2 separate regions of the Mus musculus genome follow, and region 2 is linked to region 1. A link is a contact called in public HiChIP or PLAC-seq data. All regions are on one chromosome and are shown on one strand. The core of a region is the stretch at or near the end of the contact, and the rest is flanking DNA. Distances in the headings are between cores, read along the strand shown.

Evidence for each region. HiChIP or PLAC-seq counts read pairs in DNA pulled down with a chosen protein or histone mark.
Region 2: a contact with region 1 is called in an H3K4me3 HiChIP or PLAC-seq map of neural tube, with 2.6 times the contacts expected there. The contact joins the enhancer-like site here to the promoter of Tbx20 in region 1. A contact is called at or near these places in 6 of 39 promoter capture datasets (the 3T3-L1 cell line, cranial neural crest, embryonic stem cells and 2 more), 3 of 15 datasets of contacts at CTCF or cohesin (embryonic stem cells and stem cell-derived epiblast-like cells), 14 of 484 Hi-C or Micro-C datasets (embryonic stem cells and trophoblast stem cells), 16 of 115 datasets of contacts at active chromatin or transcription factors (craniofacial prominence, embryonic basal ganglia, embryonic forebrain and 8 more) and 3 of 9 other capture datasets (adipose tissue, liver and pancreatic islet).

The regions. Positions count from the first base shown.
Region 1 is chr9:24,772,536-24,777,335 of GRCm38.p6, forward strand. It overlaps Tbx20 (T-box 20), which reads right to left and starts at 1,768. Exons shown (of 8, transcript NM_194263.2): 1 at 1,184-1,768. The coding sequence starts at 1,310. Gm29824 (a long non-coding RNA gene) reads left to right here and starts at 3,189. Exons shown (of 3, transcript XR_870586.1): 1 at 3,189-3,416; 2 at 3,820-3,935.
Region 2 is chr9:24,992,106-24,996,845 of GRCm38.p6, forward strand. All of the region lies in intron 4 of E130101E03Rik (RIKEN cDNA E130101E03 gene), which reads left to right. Among named protein-coding and RNA genes, the nearest start is that of E130101E03Rik, 20 kb to the left of the region's middle. Within about 2 kb of position 2,551, at least 2 of the 459 cell types and tissues checked have an H3K27ac peak or open chromatin away from gene starts, as enhancers often do. A contact at or near this core is called in neural tube, where this site is marked.

The DNA of each region.
Region 1 (4,800 bases), core at 518-3,017:
CCTAAGTACAAGGATAATGATCGGAAGCCTCAGCAGGTCCAACTTGGACAGTAGTAGCCAATGCTCTCTCTAAATAATCAGGATTTGTTGGCTTGCTCACATTGCCTTCGCAGATCTTGACTTAGGTGGAAGTTAGGAGTTCTTATTCACACTCATTTCCCTGTCTTACATCTCCTTGGTACCACTGTTGTTTTGGACTTTAGTAATCTCCTGTCACTGTGTAAACTCCTTAGTTTCCCAAGCCCCTTTCTTCTCTAGTGTTTATCTTGGATGTGAAATGTATTAGAGTTGGGAAGGGATAGCGAAAAAGAAAAAAGTGATGACTTTTTTCAACTGTCTTAACTTAGCTACTTGATTTCTGATAGTCGGCGATTAGGGTGTGCGATAATTATTACCAAGGCCCTTAGAATAGCAACTCATTTTCCCTGGGTTGTAAGGGTTTTCAGAACCCCTATCCTGAGCAGTTGCTTTTATACAACTCTCGTGTGCTCAAGACACCCTCACCGCTCATCTCTCTTTAATCTGTGCCTAGTTTCCTCTGTAAAGAAAACAGTTTTTATAGAGACAGTGTTAAATTTCGAGGAATTTGGGGAGGCCTTGCCAGTCTCAATTGAAAATCGCAAGTATAAAATGGGGGTTCCTGACCAAAAAAAAAAAAAAAAAAAAAAGCCGGCTCTTGCGTGGAAAAACCGGCCTATTTTATAGTCCTTTTCAGACATATTAAGACTGTTAATTGTGATAGAAAAATTAAACTGGCTTCTTGTGAAGTCTCAGAGTCTTTGATTCCAAGCGCAGGCTTGGGTGTTATATACCACCGTGGATCCCGAATCTTAACCCTTACTTGTCCTTGAATTTGTTTTCATTCAAACAAACAAATTTGTACAGCATTCATACTATCTAAGTGATGTCGAGATTCCAAGAAACTGGGGAAAGCGAATACAAACACAAGCCGGTAGTGAGAATTCACTACCTTTAATTGATGGTGAAGCCTCCAAAGAAAACTTGAGAGGAAAAGAAAAAAAAAAAGTCTTTCTCCCAGGACCGAATTCTGGTCCATACTCTGAGACTTAGCAGTAGATCCAGACGGTAGAAAAAGCCACCTTTGCTTCCCGCGGAGCAAACTGCCCGCACCCGGGAAACAGATTAGCAGGGCCCATACTGACTGCCTAGTACCCCGACTTACCCAGGGGTTTGATGGTGTTCTCTGCTGCCTCCTTCTCCTTGGGGCCGCCGCTGGACATAAGCGCGGCGATGGAGAAGGCATTGGCTCGAGAGGAGAGCTGGGGCTTGGGCGACGCCGTGAACTCCATGGTTCCCAGCGTGCGGTCCTGCTCAGGAACCTGGACTGACAAACCACAGTCCAGCTTCCCCAAAGGGAGACAAAGACCCGAAACTGCAGCTCAAAGTTCCAGAGAGCAAGCAAAGCGGAACTGGGGACCCCCCCGAAGCGTCCGTTCCCAGGTTTTGATGGCCTCTCCAGTCCACTAGAGCAAAGCAGGGGAGCCGCAGAGACTTCGAACCAGCAGGAAAGCAGGGTGGGGACCAGCCGGGAACTCAAAACTGTAAGCCCACTGCGCAAAACGCGGGGTCCCCAGCACCCACGCCGAGTTCTCCCTCCCTTCCCTCCTTGGGTCCGCTGAGTGGCCCAAGTCCGAGGAGGTGACGATCGGCGTGGGACTCTAGAGGGTGCGGAAACCAGGGAGTCGGATCTCCTCTCTGCAGAGCGCAGCAAGGCGCGACCTAAACTGTGCCTAGGCGCCTGCTGCCTCGCGCCTTAATTTGCTGGCGGTGGCCATCCCTGCGGGCAGCAGCCAGTCAGCGTGGTCTCACGTCACTGCTTCCAGACTGTGCGGAGTGGGGCGGGGCCGAGCGGCGCAGGGAGAGAGCGCCTAGGGCACTGCGCCCTCCTGCCTCTGCGCTCCCGGTGGAGAGCCGGAGAAGACGCACAGTGAACAGGGTGGCGGAGCTAGCCGGACCGCCTCCGCCCAGAGTCTCAGATCCCGCAGGAGGGAAGCATGCGCTGTCTAGAGAGGCACTTTCACTGCTACCCAGAAACAGGCATTTGCGTTGCTCTGGACTGAATGTCACCAAAGGAAGTCCTACTGAGTTCCGCATTTTCTACCTTTCCTACTGGAGCTCCCAAATAGTTGAGAAGGGCCCAGTAGAGCAAATTCCTCATCGCTGAGCGGCATTAACCTGGTGACGCAGCACAGTGCCTAGTGCTAGGTCCCCTACTTGACAGTCCCCAAGTTATGTCTCTTTTCACAGAGAGCTGGAGAGGCAGGGCTCTGGGAAAGAATGCTGAGCTGCAGGGTGCCTGTAGGAAGGATACTTTGTTTTGATTTTTTGTTTGTTTTTGTTGATTTTGTTTTTGGCGAACCTGGCTTTCTGCTGTGTGGTGGTTTGTTTCCCTTCTAGTCTGGGTTTTCTATTCTGGAGACTCTGAAAGTAGGGAAGTGGCCTGAAGCAAGGAGGGGGGGTCAGGACTTGGAGCTCTAAGGGGACCATGCGATGCATAGTGACTTTCTGGCTCCTCCCCCGCCCCCCCCCCACACGGAACCATCTATCTGCCTTGCAGACGCAGACTGGGCTAAGGACTTCCCACAGCCTTGTGGAGGGAGTCCTGTTGGCCTTGCTCAGTCTAAATAATTCGAATTCTCCAAATTCGCGGGGTAATCCGCTTCACTCTCAACCATGTAAACTCTAGAGGACACACACACTCAAGCTATACTTGTAAATATTTGCTCTCCTTTCCAGCCAGTTGATCTGGCGATTAGGAACCTCTTGGTAGGTCTTAAGGGGGTAGGGGAGGGGTGGGGTGAAGAACATAAAAAGAAAGACATACCCTGTCTCCCATTGCATCCTCTTCACAGCTCCCGAAACATAGTTATGGGCGAAATCGAGAGCCAGAATAACTATGAAGAACATCCCGTGTAAACAGAATGTTGGCATCTGAGGAAGTTCTGATTTAGACTGGCCTGGCCATCCTGTCTATGTTTGCTCGTTTCAGCATTTGGGTTGTAATGTGTCAATGTTGAGGGAAATTAGAAATTAGTAAAACTGCAGACTTTTCATACTAGAAGGTTTTTTTTTTTTTTCCTTGTCTGGACCAACTACTTTGAAAAGATCGAAGGTGACAAGTTGGCAGAGCAGTGTCTCTTTTTTGCAAGTCTCCCCCATCCTCCAACCATGTCCCAGTCATTCCCCTCTCCTCCCCACAGGTCAGGAATCTCTGGACTCATAAGTGTGTGCAAGTCAGTAGAGAGTATCAGATCTCCTGGAGCTGGGATTACAGGCTGTTGTGAGCCCTCTGTGTGGGTGCTAGGGAGTGAAGTCCTCCAGATCTCTAAAGAGGAGCAAATGCTTTTAGCTGCTCATCCATCTCTCCTGGCCTTAGATACAATGTCTCAATCAAGGTAGTGTTTTCTTTTTATTGTAAGGTTCCCATTGGTTTGCTTCTTGTCTGATTTTTTTAGAGTTTGTCAAGGAAGATGGATTTATTTGAAGAAGAGAGTTTTTGTTTTTGTTTTTTTAATTTGGGAGAGAGAGGTTTACTTAGACCTTGATATAATGTTTCAACTAATGTAGATTTTGTTGGTTGGATCTAGTTTTCAATAGCTCACTGTGTTGTTACACCCTAATTAATAAAACTATTATTCCATCTTATAAGGGGAGGTACTGTCTTTACTACCTTAGCAGCTTAGATTGTTGGAATGGCATCCTGAAAGATACATCAGTTTCAGAGAAGCAGACTGAGCACAGGAAAGCAGAATTGCTGAACTTGCTTTCCCTTTTCCTACAAGTGCCACTGTGTCCCAGTTCTAGGATGTTTGTGGGCAGAAAATCACTCAAAAGCAGAAGAGACTGCGCAAGTGGGAGGAGACAGCAAGCTGAAGGAATTGAAATGAACACTTAAACAAAGCCATAGGCCAGAGGTGAGTCACTTGGGTGTCCCTAAGCTATGCATCTTGTTGGCGTTGAAACGATCATCACAGCCAAACATTACTACAGGCTTATTATACTGGTAAGCTGCTCTCCTCTTAGATCCAATGCCTATATGAATCAATGTGTTGCTATAGGACCTGTAGCTAGTGCTGACAGAGAGGAATCGCCTCAGGGTAATCTAAACCTCCTGCCTAGGGAAGCTGAGGGTAACTAGTCCTGAGGTCCTTTCAAAACCGTCCGGGAGCAAGGGTTAATGCATAAAACCCCCGTGGAGCTAGAACAAAGCAATCACGTTAACACTTCCCTCAACCCCGCCTGGGCTGCTGACAGGCTTGTGTGTTCAGGCTGCTTTCAGACACTGGAAACGGCTTTGGACTTGAGGAAAGCTTTGAGTCTTGACTTTTAACACTTGTTAGCACTGTGGCTATGTGGGCTTCCTAAACCTCTCCAAGCTTTGGTCTCATCATCTACTTTTAAAATGGGACTGATACTTTATTGCTATATGATAGATGGCTTTGTGAATTTAAAAATGTGCAGTGTGTGTAAAGCACCCAACCGTAAGTAACGACGATGACTCCACAGGAGCAAAGCGATGCAGCTATTTAATTATTTGAATTTGAGCTGCATATTCTTGACCACAGAGATATCAGATTGTTCTGGACTATACACCGAAGATTGAGACCACGTAGAGGCGCTTGGACTGCCAAAGACAGCTAAACTTCAGAGCTAGCAGAGCCATTTAAGATTTCGATACTGTCTGGAAGGTCTGGGCAATGTCCCCTAATATAAGGCACGCGCATTAGAAAATTCTCTTTTGCAGTCCCCCTGAGCTCAGGAACTTAAGACAACTCCCTC
Region 2 (4,740 bases), core at 1,301-3,800, 220 kb after region 1:
GAGCCATAAGATGTAGAGCTGTGTCCCCCAAAAGACACCTTTAGCACAGAACAACCTCACTGCAGTTGTGGTTACCTTCAGACTAAGCAAATCAAGAGTTTATCGTGAACTAGCTATACTCTGTAACCAGGCAAGACCTCAAGTGGAGGGTTTGGAACACCAACCCAGCCACAAAATCTCTGATCTACAGTTTGTATTGCCTGAAGGATTTGCTGGGAGCAGAGGCTATCACAGTCATTTTCAGAGAGACCAGAGAGACTTCATCCAGCAACTCATGGGAGCAGATCCAGAATCCTACAGCCAAACATTAAGCAGAGTTTAGGGAGTACTGTCGAGGGAGAAGAGGAGGAGGAGGAGGACGAGGAGGAGGAAAGAAGGAAGGACTGGAGGAGGCAGAGGGATCAAGGATACCACAAGAACACAGCCCACATAATCAACTGACCAGAACTTAAGAGGGCTCACAATGATTAGGGAGCCTGTCTGGGTCTGACCTAGGCCCTCTGCCTAGGTATGTGTATGGTTGTGTGGCTTGGTACTCTTGTAAGATTCCTAACAGTGGAGCTGTCTTTGCTTCTTTGGAATGCCTTTAGGATCCTTTTATTCCTTCTGGGTTGCCTCACCCAGCCTTGGTTGGACAATATCTTACCGTAGCTTCTTATGCTCTTTTATGAGGGCAGGTGAAGTGGCACTGGATGTGAGGAAAAGGGGAGGTGTCAGGGAGAGACTAAGGGGAGGGAACGGAGTGGAAACTGCAGTCTGGATTTAATAAATAAGAGAAGAATAAATAAAAAGGAAAAAAGAGTTTATCATGAACAGGAGCGGGGCCCTGAAGTTAGGGGCTGCTGAGGGAGAAGATGATGCAGCCACTGGTAAGCTGCCTGTACTTCAATAAATAACCCCAAGCTCATGCTCATGGAAATGACTTTAATTAAACTCAGGGAATCGCACTCCAAAGAGGATGTGAAAGTAGCAGAAGGACCTGCTGGGAAGAGGAAGGGTTTCAGCAACAGAGACAGTGAGGACAAGAGATAAAGTAACTAAGAATCACTGTGTCCATGTCTGACACTGTAGAACAATTGAGAAGGGAAAGGCAGTGCTGCATTCACCTGTCCATGTCACCTGTCACCTGCACATGTCACCTGTCACTTGCCCATGTCATCGGTCACCTGCCTGTCTTCTCTCTTGCCTGGCAAGTCCTCTTCCCTTTTGCTACTACCATCCTTCACTGCTGCTAGAACCCAGATTCTACAGCTTCATGAAGTAGACCGAAGGCCAGCAGCTCTCCAGAAATGCTATAGGTCTTCAGCCCAGGCATATACTGAGGTAATGGGTTCTCAGCCTCCCCAGTACACAGCCAGCATACATAGTGTAAGCCACCTGTGGTGGTTTGAATGAGAACGGCTCCCATTGGCTCATAGATTGGAATGTGTATTTCCTAGTTGGTAAACTGCTTAGGAAGGATTAGGAGATGTGGACTTGTTAGAGGAAGTATGGCACCAGGGGTGGCTTTGAGGTTTCAGAAGCCAATGCTAGGCATAGGCTCACTTTCCCTTTATGCCTCCTCCTGCCTGAGAATCAGGATGGCGCTCTCAGATACTGCTTCAGCACCTGGCACCATGCTTCCCACAGTGATGATCATGTACTCGCCTTCTGAAACTATAAGCAAGCCCCCAATTAAATGTATGATTTACTTTGACATGATGTCCCTTCACAGCAATAGAACAATAACTAAGACACCAAGCTAACGATTCCTTCTTGAAGCATGTATTTGTTTTATAACGTCTGTTGTTCTACACAAGTCTATCACAGTGGTGGTTAATACTTAAGTGAATGAATGCATATTCATACTTAGTGCTGTCAATGACCACTGGAAACAAAACTCTGCTGCTGTAAAGCACTAGAAGTTGAGAAATGTACACTGATGATCTCTTAAAACATGGAATGCGATTTGAAGTTGACATGAAAAGATTTTCTTATTCTTTAAAGTAACATAGGAAGCCTGGTCAAACAAAGAATAAAAGAGTAAGAGAGATTCCTGTTAACCTCAGCCTTTAGTCCACTAGGAGACTCCTGGGGATTTCAAGGCAGAAAGGGCTAGACCAGCCCTAAAGCTGGCACCCCATGCACATGAGTGGACTGTGTTCCCACTAGTGTTTTCTATTGACGATAAAACTAAAATTTAAAAAGCAAAAGAAAGGCTCAGAAGCACTGCTCAGTCACAGCCTCAGCACTTTGTGCTCCCTCAAGTGACTTTCCCATGTCTTTAAACTTTCAAATTTTGGCTAAACTCAGGAGTAAAACGTGCCAGAATTCTGTGGACGAGGCATCCTTTTGTCAAGGTACTGGGAAGTCCATATAACGTGTCCGGTAAATTGGAATTGCTTTGCCAATGCTGCTGAATCAATTGATGGCTCTCAGGGAACATTCTCTCCAATTCTTTCTCTCCTCTTTCTCCCTGAACTCTCTCCCCTCCTCCAATACCCCAGCCCTCCGCATTGCCTCACTCTCCTGGAACCTCTGACTCAGCTATATAAATAACAGGAAAAGTAATTAGGAGCTGGGAGGTCAAACGCTCCACATGCCCCTTTGACAATTTGCTCTTTTCCCACCAGGGCTCGGCGTCTTGGTTTCCTTGTGGGAACAGTGTCTGTAAGTCCAAGTCATCCCGGGACTAAAAAAAATAGGACCAGAGAGACATCTGGTCCTGTGAGTGAGGAACTCTGATCAGAATGCCACTCTCGGGGGGGAGCGAGCAGTGTATGTCAGAGATGCTTGCCTTCTGCAATGCAGAGGTCACTGAAGAGCCTGAACATCCCTCCATCTTTTCAGGAATCTACCTGTGATGCTTGCCCTGCCTGGCCCAAGCAGCCTCGTGCCCTAACACTTTGAATGTGTTTAATGACTTCAAAACTCAATAAGGTCCTATGCCTGGTACTATTCCTTCATGAACTCATTTAAACACAATAATCCCACACAGAAAATGCTAGCACCACCCTCTTCCCAGATGAAGAAGTTGAGACACAGAAAGGTGGGGTGACCCTTGATTCAGCAGCCAGCAAGTGATAGGACTCTCTGTACTTCAAACCACATAACTGCTCTCAAACCCAGTCCAGTCACCTCTTCTAGAGATGTTAACCTCAAGTTAGTCCCATAGGCACTTCCATGGCCCTGGCACAACAGTGTGGGCAGCAAAGTGCAGTTCAGCTCAGATAGGCCCTCTGAGGTAGTGGTAGTATCAATTCTCAGACGTGTGTTAGTATGCCTTGTGATTGCTTAGAAAACAAAACTGGGGCTCAGAGAGGAAAATCTTTCTGAAGACTGGGATGCTTAGAGATAAGGTGATTGGAGCATGTAGTTTTCAATGAGCAGCTCAATGCAACCTACCTCAGTATCCAGTGAGTATCCAGGACATGGACATCAATCATGATGTTGCAGAATTTGAGCTTTGAAATTAAGCAGGTGTTGAAAATAGAAATGCAAAGCATATGTATCTCTGGAAAATATCACTGGCCAGTTTTCACTATTATCATGGTCTACTTGATGACACATAAAAATGGTACAAAAATACTGTGAAACTGCTACAAGAAACTGCTCTTGTCCTAAGGATGATACCGGGCACCTGCTCATGCCATGACTCTCCGGATCCATAACATCCTTGCCCCCTTTAACTTTGTCCTTGGTTCTTGTTATTATCTGTTGTGTGGTCATCTGCCCTAGCCTCTCCTTCAGCCCTTAACACGGGGTCTCAGTTCCAGTACTGATACTGTGGGTGGGAACCTCCATCCCACTACCCTCCTTTGCCTCCAACTCAGTGCCCTCACCTTTGCAAAGGTTCTCACCTTAAAGACAAGGAGAATAAAATAAATCAGTGTATTAGAGCCTACTTCGTGCATTGGTTTTGCTGATACCAAAAGCCCAGTCATTGAAAGCAGCCTTAAATTCTGGAGAAGTCTGCTTTGACTCCAGCTTAAAGACAACTACATCAAAGAGTCAGTTCTGTCTTTATGAGCTGTTACCACTTGCCAAAACAGTGGCTCACAAGTCTCCTTCAAAGATTTGATATATCTCCGAATAATAAGCCAAATAAAGCAAGATTCACATACCACCAGGATAAGCACATAGAATTCTTAGTTGCTATGAACAGTCATATTGATTCCTCTGCTCATAACTCTGAGACTTGATTGACATTCGAGACTACTGGAGAGCTGCTTGTGATCCAGCATGCCTGGGTAGGGGGCCCTGTAGAGCAATGTGGAACCTGTGAACCTGGCAACATGCAGGGTTCATCACCCCTGGAAACCCCAGGCAAGAACGAAAGTATCTCATTTTGGTCAATTCAGTTTAGTTTTGGCATCAGTCATTGACCTTCTGTCTACAAGGAATGAAAGGCCTACCCCTATGTAAATGCCAGGGGGCCATGCAGCCACAAAGGCATCTCCTGTAGGAGGACCTAATTGAGGACTGCCTGAGAGACCAAGGATTGCTGATGCAGACAATGCCAACCAGTCAGGAACTACTGTTTAGAAAAGATGCTTTCTTCGGACCAATGGGGCATGGGAGGGGGTGGTAGTAAAGGAGCTTGCAGCAGCATTCAGATGAGCTTGCTCCCAGAGTCTGTGTCTTTGATTCCATGCCATCTCACCTCCAACCTCCAAGAGCAGGTAGGGTGGGCACAGGCAACAATTTTGTTTTAAGATTTATTATTTATTTTTAAAATTATGTGCACGCTTGTCTATCTGT